2 separate regions of the Sus scrofa genome follow, and region 2 is linked to region 1. A link is a contact called in public HiChIP or PLAC-seq data. All regions are on one chromosome and are shown on one strand. The core of a region is the stretch at or near the end of the contact, and the rest is flanking DNA. Distances in the headings are between cores, read along the strand shown. Region 1 holds the start of LOC100516852 (radial spoke head 10 homolog B). Region 2 holds the start of TECPR1 (tectonin beta-propeller repeat-containing protein 1).

Region 1 (2,700 bases), core at 72-2,571:
GCTTAAGGATCCGGCATTGCTGCAAGCCATGGCACAGGTCACAGGTGCAGTTTGGGGTCGCTGTGGCATAGCCCAACCCCTAGCCCAGGAACGTTCACATGCTGCAGCTGAAGCCATAAAAAGAAAAAACTGTTGAGAAAGCAGTCCAGCAAACTCAAGCGGGATCCTCTGTCCAGCTGGAAGGAATTGACCAGGGGGAGCGGGGTCCTTATTCTTAAATGTTCCCCGCTGCAGCCAGGGTTGCAAAGACCGTTGTTGTAGGCAAGGGGAAATAAAAGATTTTTCTGTAACTTTGATGCTGTGATTTGGTTTCCTTAGAGTGTGAATTGCAAGACAGTCTAGTTACTGAGTGGTACTGGAGCTAGAAGAATCCCTGACTGTGGACAGAGTTTTTCATGGAACCTCGTCCCGTTTGAACTCTGCCGGAGTGGAAGTAAAACTGCCCTCTGTGGGGTGCAAATGGCAGTTGGTGCGCGCTGGGTAGGGGGACCCCCCCCCCCATTGCTCTGCGCAGACCGTGGGCTTCTGTTTACTAACTCAGAATTCCTTCGAGGTAAGGACAGGCAAGTAGTGATGATGCCCATTGGTGCAGGCACTGTGCTGGTGGGCCTGTCTCAAGGACCTTGTTTCGGATCGGCAAGAACGCTGCAAACAGATTTGTTTCAGGTAGGCCTTCCCCAGAGACTGCCTGTCCTAATCCCAGAAGCCTTGATTCAGTGCGCCCCATGGCCCACGGACTTCTGCAGGTGCGACTAGGGCAGGCAGGGTGGTGAGATGGGGTGAGGATCCAGTTTGGCTGGGTGGGCCCAGTTTAGGCCATGATTGCTTTTAAGTGTAGACGCTTCCCAGCTGAGCCAGGGGTCAATCTTGTTGATTTTGAAAATGGAGGAAGGAAGCGTCTAGAAATTAGAAAAGGTAAGGAAATAAGATTCTCCCCTGGAGCTGCCAAGGGAACCTGTCCTGTTGGACTCCTAACTTAAGTGTGAGATGATAAATTTGTGTTGCTTTAAGCCACTAAGTTTAATTTGTTGGTGGCGGAAAAGGAGAACTAGCACCTGAATTACTCCTGTGATGCTGTGAAGATAAAGGCTGAGAGAGACCGCGGCCAGTTAGCAGAGCTGGGAAAACTCGGGTCAGGTGCTTCCAGATTTCTATTGCCTTTCTGGATCAGACGGGCAGAGCACGCGCTGCGGCCCCTTTAAGGGTGTGGCGGGGCGGGGCCTGCGGTTGCCTGGAGACCGGCGGGGACCGACGCCTCACTGCCCCGCGTCACCTCCCATCCAGCGCGGCCCAGCCCCCAGGCGTCCCCAGAGAGGTAAGCGTTAGCGTGGGGTCCCTGGGTCCCAGGCCGGTGACCCTGTGTGCGCCGCGACGGAAGGACGTGACGGCCAGGTCCAGCCACTGAGGACCCGAGCAGGTGGGCGGTGGGCAGGGAGGGCCTTGGGAAGCGGCAGGAGCAAGCTGGGTCTCCCTGGCTCAGAGAATGCCCTTCCTGTGCTAAGGGAAGTACACCGGTGGGTAACAGAGACTCAAACCAAGGAGGACAGAAGATAAAAGTTAGTAGGAAACACGCTTGAGAAGCGCAGCTTGCCTTAGGAATAGCTCAGATGTGGACCAGAAAGCCTTTAGCAAAGGAGCTTCGACGCAGAGCTGCTTCCTTCGCCCACAGTCATGGGATCTGGGTGCAGGGCGGGAAAGAGCCATGGGGTTTTGAAGGAAGAGTGAAGCAGGACCATGCTGGTGAGGGCAAAGCCTAGAGGACGCCGTCCAGGCAGAGGAGGGCATGGGGCGCCCCCTTCACCCCTCGGGCACTCGAAGAGAGGGACCTTGCGTTGCCCTCCAGGGCTCACCCGCGCGTCCTGCTAGATGCGCTAGGATGTCTCCATGGGGGCGGTCGTGGAGGGTGAGGAAAACTGGCTTTGGAGCCCAGCCTCTCAGCTCTGCCACCTTGGGCAATGACCATCACCAGGTTTCTTGTCTGGCATGGGAGGCACTCTATTGACCACAGGGCTGTTCTAGAGAGTAGGGAGCACGTGACTTCAGGTTCAGAAGCAGGAAAGTGAAAAAATAATGACTGTCTTATTGCCTGTGCGCCTTGTCCCATACTGAGAGACTTTGTCCATTATCTCATTTCATCCTTAGAATCAGACTGTTAATTGCCTATTTGCTACTCTTCTTCCTCTTTGACACCCGAAGCGGAAGGATATCAGGTAACAGCTGGAAAGGGCAACCCAGGAGCCTGAATTCAGCTCTCGAGAACTTTGACGTGGGGGTGGTTGATGAAGGGATGGGCTTTTTACATGAGCTGGCAGCATGTAAGACCTTAGGGGTTACGTTGCTGTTTTGCATGCACGCTGGAACACTATTTGAAAAGAAATGGGACTTCCTCTGCGGCACAGTGAGTTAAGAATATGACTGCGGCGGCTGGGGTTTCTGCAGAGGCGTGGGTTTGATCCCCAGCCTAGACCAGTTGGTTAAAGGATCTGATGTGGCTGCAGCTCTGCGGGTCTTGGATTCAATTCCTGGCCCGGGAACTTCTATAGGCCACAGGTGGGGCCATTTAAAAAAAGAATAAGAAGGAAAGAAATGATAGACCGCGGTTCCAGTTAAGAAAAATTTAGGAAATAACTAATGCAGTATTGAGATGGTATTATTTTTATAAACTGGCCCGACTTGATACTTGTGATTACATTTTCAGGC
Region 2 (2,700 bases), core at 55-2,554, 300 kb after region 1:
GAACATCCTTGGTCAGCCCCCCCCCTTTCTGCCCTTGCCAGGATGTGGTCCCAACTTCTCAAGTCACTTCCTGGCTGTGAGGTGATGGAGCAATCTGTCCTGGGACACTGGGTCACTAGGTCAGAGCACTCCTGAAAAGGAGGATGGAGCATTAAGTCCCATGGTTCTGAGATCCCAGGATTTCTTTGTTTTGTAAAGGTAAAGGGACAGCAGCAGCATCTTCCAAGAAAGCAACCTCTGATTCACCAAGAACTTCTGCACAATGAATTCCAGTTGGACCCTCAGTCATTTTGCTTAGAAGGGCTGCTCACCACCTGCAGAGCCAGCTGCCTGCCGACACAGATTACTTAACAGATCCCTCTGGAGACATAAAGGTACCCAAGGGAAGGTGGGGTGGGGGGAGTAGGGTTATGTGCGGTAGAGGGAGGGACACAGTTCCCAGGAGAGCCTGAAGGTTTACTTCCCAGTCAGCGGTTAGGACTCCTTCCTGCAAGGCTTCCTATTGGTCTGTTTTTCTATCACACACCCTGTCTCATTCTCCCCCCTGCACAAACAGAGCAAACCCTGGCTACGAAAGTGGCTGACTGCCTGCCAATTGTGGGGAGCTTTTGTAAGGCGACATCGAGGTGGGAGAAAAGAGCAGAACATGCATGGCAGTCGAGTCCTTCCCAGAGAGCAGGTCCACCCATTCTATAGAACAGGAGGTGCCCTGAGGGGGCAGCTCTTAAGATGAACTCCCAGCTCCCATCATTGGGGCGGTCATCCTGGTTTCACTCTGGTTCGGTGCACTTGGGCGACAGGTGGGCCCCCTGCCCTGCCACCAGTAGCATCTCAGAGATGGGCCCTGACCATCTGTCTGAGCTAATCCCGCGGCAAGCAGATTTGCTCTCACCACTGCCCAGAGGAGGGACACACAGGCTCCTCGCAGTTCGATCCTCTGAACCCGAGGATCAGCAGCCCAAGTCACTTCCCAAGTCACTCCAGCGCAAAGGCTGGTGGAGGTGTCACGTTCCGGGGGAGGTGGATGGCGGACAGGGGGTGGCGCCCCGCAGCGAGTGCGGGAAAGAGCACCAGCACAGCCCCTTCCTACCTCCCCGCGCCGTGGGGCAAACGCAGCTACTGCCCCCGGCACCGCCCCAACCTGGGGAGGGGGGGCAGGGCGCCCGTCCCACCTCGTGGGCCACCGCTGCACTCACCTGGGCCGGCGCCCGGCGGGCAGGTTCGCGGCGATTGCTCCTCGGCGGCAGGGAGAGCGGGCAGGCCCTCCCCCGCTGCCGGAGAGCCGGTGGGCAGGAAGCGGCAGCCAGGCCCGCTCCCATTGGTTGGCCTCGCAGTGACGCAAGGGCCAGAGGCGCGGGATTGGCTGCGAGAAGCTGCGTCACCTGCCGGCTTCAGGGTCTCGGCGGGTCGCTCGCCCGCCCACTTCCGGGGTCTCGGGGAAGTTGTGCTGGGGCATTTGGTGGAGGGGCCAGCTTCCCGCTCTCCTGGGAAGGAGGCCGCTCCCCACCAGGACTCCGCCCCCGACCCGGGCTCCCCAGGACCACCTGCACGAGCAGGCGCTGTGTTCTCGGGGTGCAGGCAGGGACGGGGGAGCATCCAGGGGTTCCTGGATGCGAGGAGCCGCAGGGACTGAGGACGGAGGAGAGCCGGCTTGTGGGCTCTCGGATCTTGGGCGTGGAAACTGGTGTCTAAGTGGTTTCCATCTAACTGAAGTGTCGCCTTGAGTACACATGAAGCTTTAACCTTTTGGGAGAACTCCTGGAAACGTGATTTTGTGACCACAGCCTGACGCGGTAGCAATAACAGGTCACCCTCTTTTCAGGCTCTTGTGTTGCCAGCGCCAGAAAACCTATTTTGAGGTAGCTAATATCATGATACTAACATGTGAGTGCTTGCTGAGTGCCAGGCGGTGATGTAAGTGTTGTCTGGGCAGCTTCTCACGTCATCTCTCCAACAACTCAGAGGGGCAGGTGGTGGTGATGTTCTCAAAGTTGGGATGGAGAAAGGAGGACAAAGCCAAGACCAGGAGATGGGATTAATGAAAGGCCTGGCACAGCCAGACATAGAGGCAAAAGCAGGATTACCTCCCATTCTCTCTGGTTCTTGCTCCTTTCTGAGGACACAGTGGGCAAGTCCCACAGGGTCGACTCCAGTGGGAGCAAAGGCAGAAGCCTCTGGTTCACCCTGGATGGCTCTATGGAGTCTTGTGCATAATCGAGGAACAGCATTTGTGGACTGACTTAGTCTGGAGATGTGGGTGGTATAGATTATATGTTCATGTCCCCCAGAATTCACCCACTGAAATCCTAGCCCCCAACGTGGTGGTATTTGGAGACGGGACCTTTGGGAGGTAATCAGGTCATGAGAATGGTGCCCTCATGAAGAGACTAGTGCCTTCATAAGCTGGGACACAGGAGCCCTCACACCCCTTCCCCTTATGGGGATGCAGCAAGAGGGTGGCTGTCTTCATGCCAGGAGGCATAGACTCTGGACACGGTATCTACTGCTGACTTTTGCTCTGGGGCTGTCAGCTTCCAGAATTGTGAGAAATCAATACTTGTTGTTTAACCACCCAGTCTGCACTATTTTTGTTGTAGCAGCCTGAGCTAAGGCCCACAGCTCCAAGGCTCAGCCAGACAAAGTGAGTGGTTCCTCAGAGGACAATTAGGGTACTATTAGCAAGAACATGAGTGGCTGCTA

Evidence for each region. HiChIP or PLAC-seq counts read pairs in DNA pulled down with a chosen protein or histone mark.
Region 2: a contact with region 1 is called in an H3K27ac HiChIP or PLAC-seq map of alveolar macrophages. The contact joins the promoter of TECPR1 here to the promoter of LOC100516852 in region 1. A contact is called at or near these places in 1 of 5 promoter capture datasets (fetal skeletal muscle) and 1 of 2 datasets of contacts at active chromatin or transcription factors (alveolar macrophages).

Annotation. Positions count from the first base shown.
Region 1 is chr3:5,145,345-5,148,044 of Sscrofa11.1, forward strand. It overlaps LOC100516852 (radial spoke head 10 homolog B), which reads left to right and starts at 1,322. Exons shown (of 20, transcript XM_021086088.1): 1 at 1,322-2,210. It overlaps PMS2 (mismatch repair endonuclease PMS2), which reads left to right. Exons shown (of 14, transcript XM_021086081.1): 14 at 1-290.
Region 2 is chr3:5,441,649-5,444,348 of Sscrofa11.1, forward strand. TECPR1 (tectonin beta-propeller repeat-containing protein 1) reads right to left here and starts at 1,305. Exons shown (of 26, transcript XM_021086091.1): 1 at 1,197-1,305.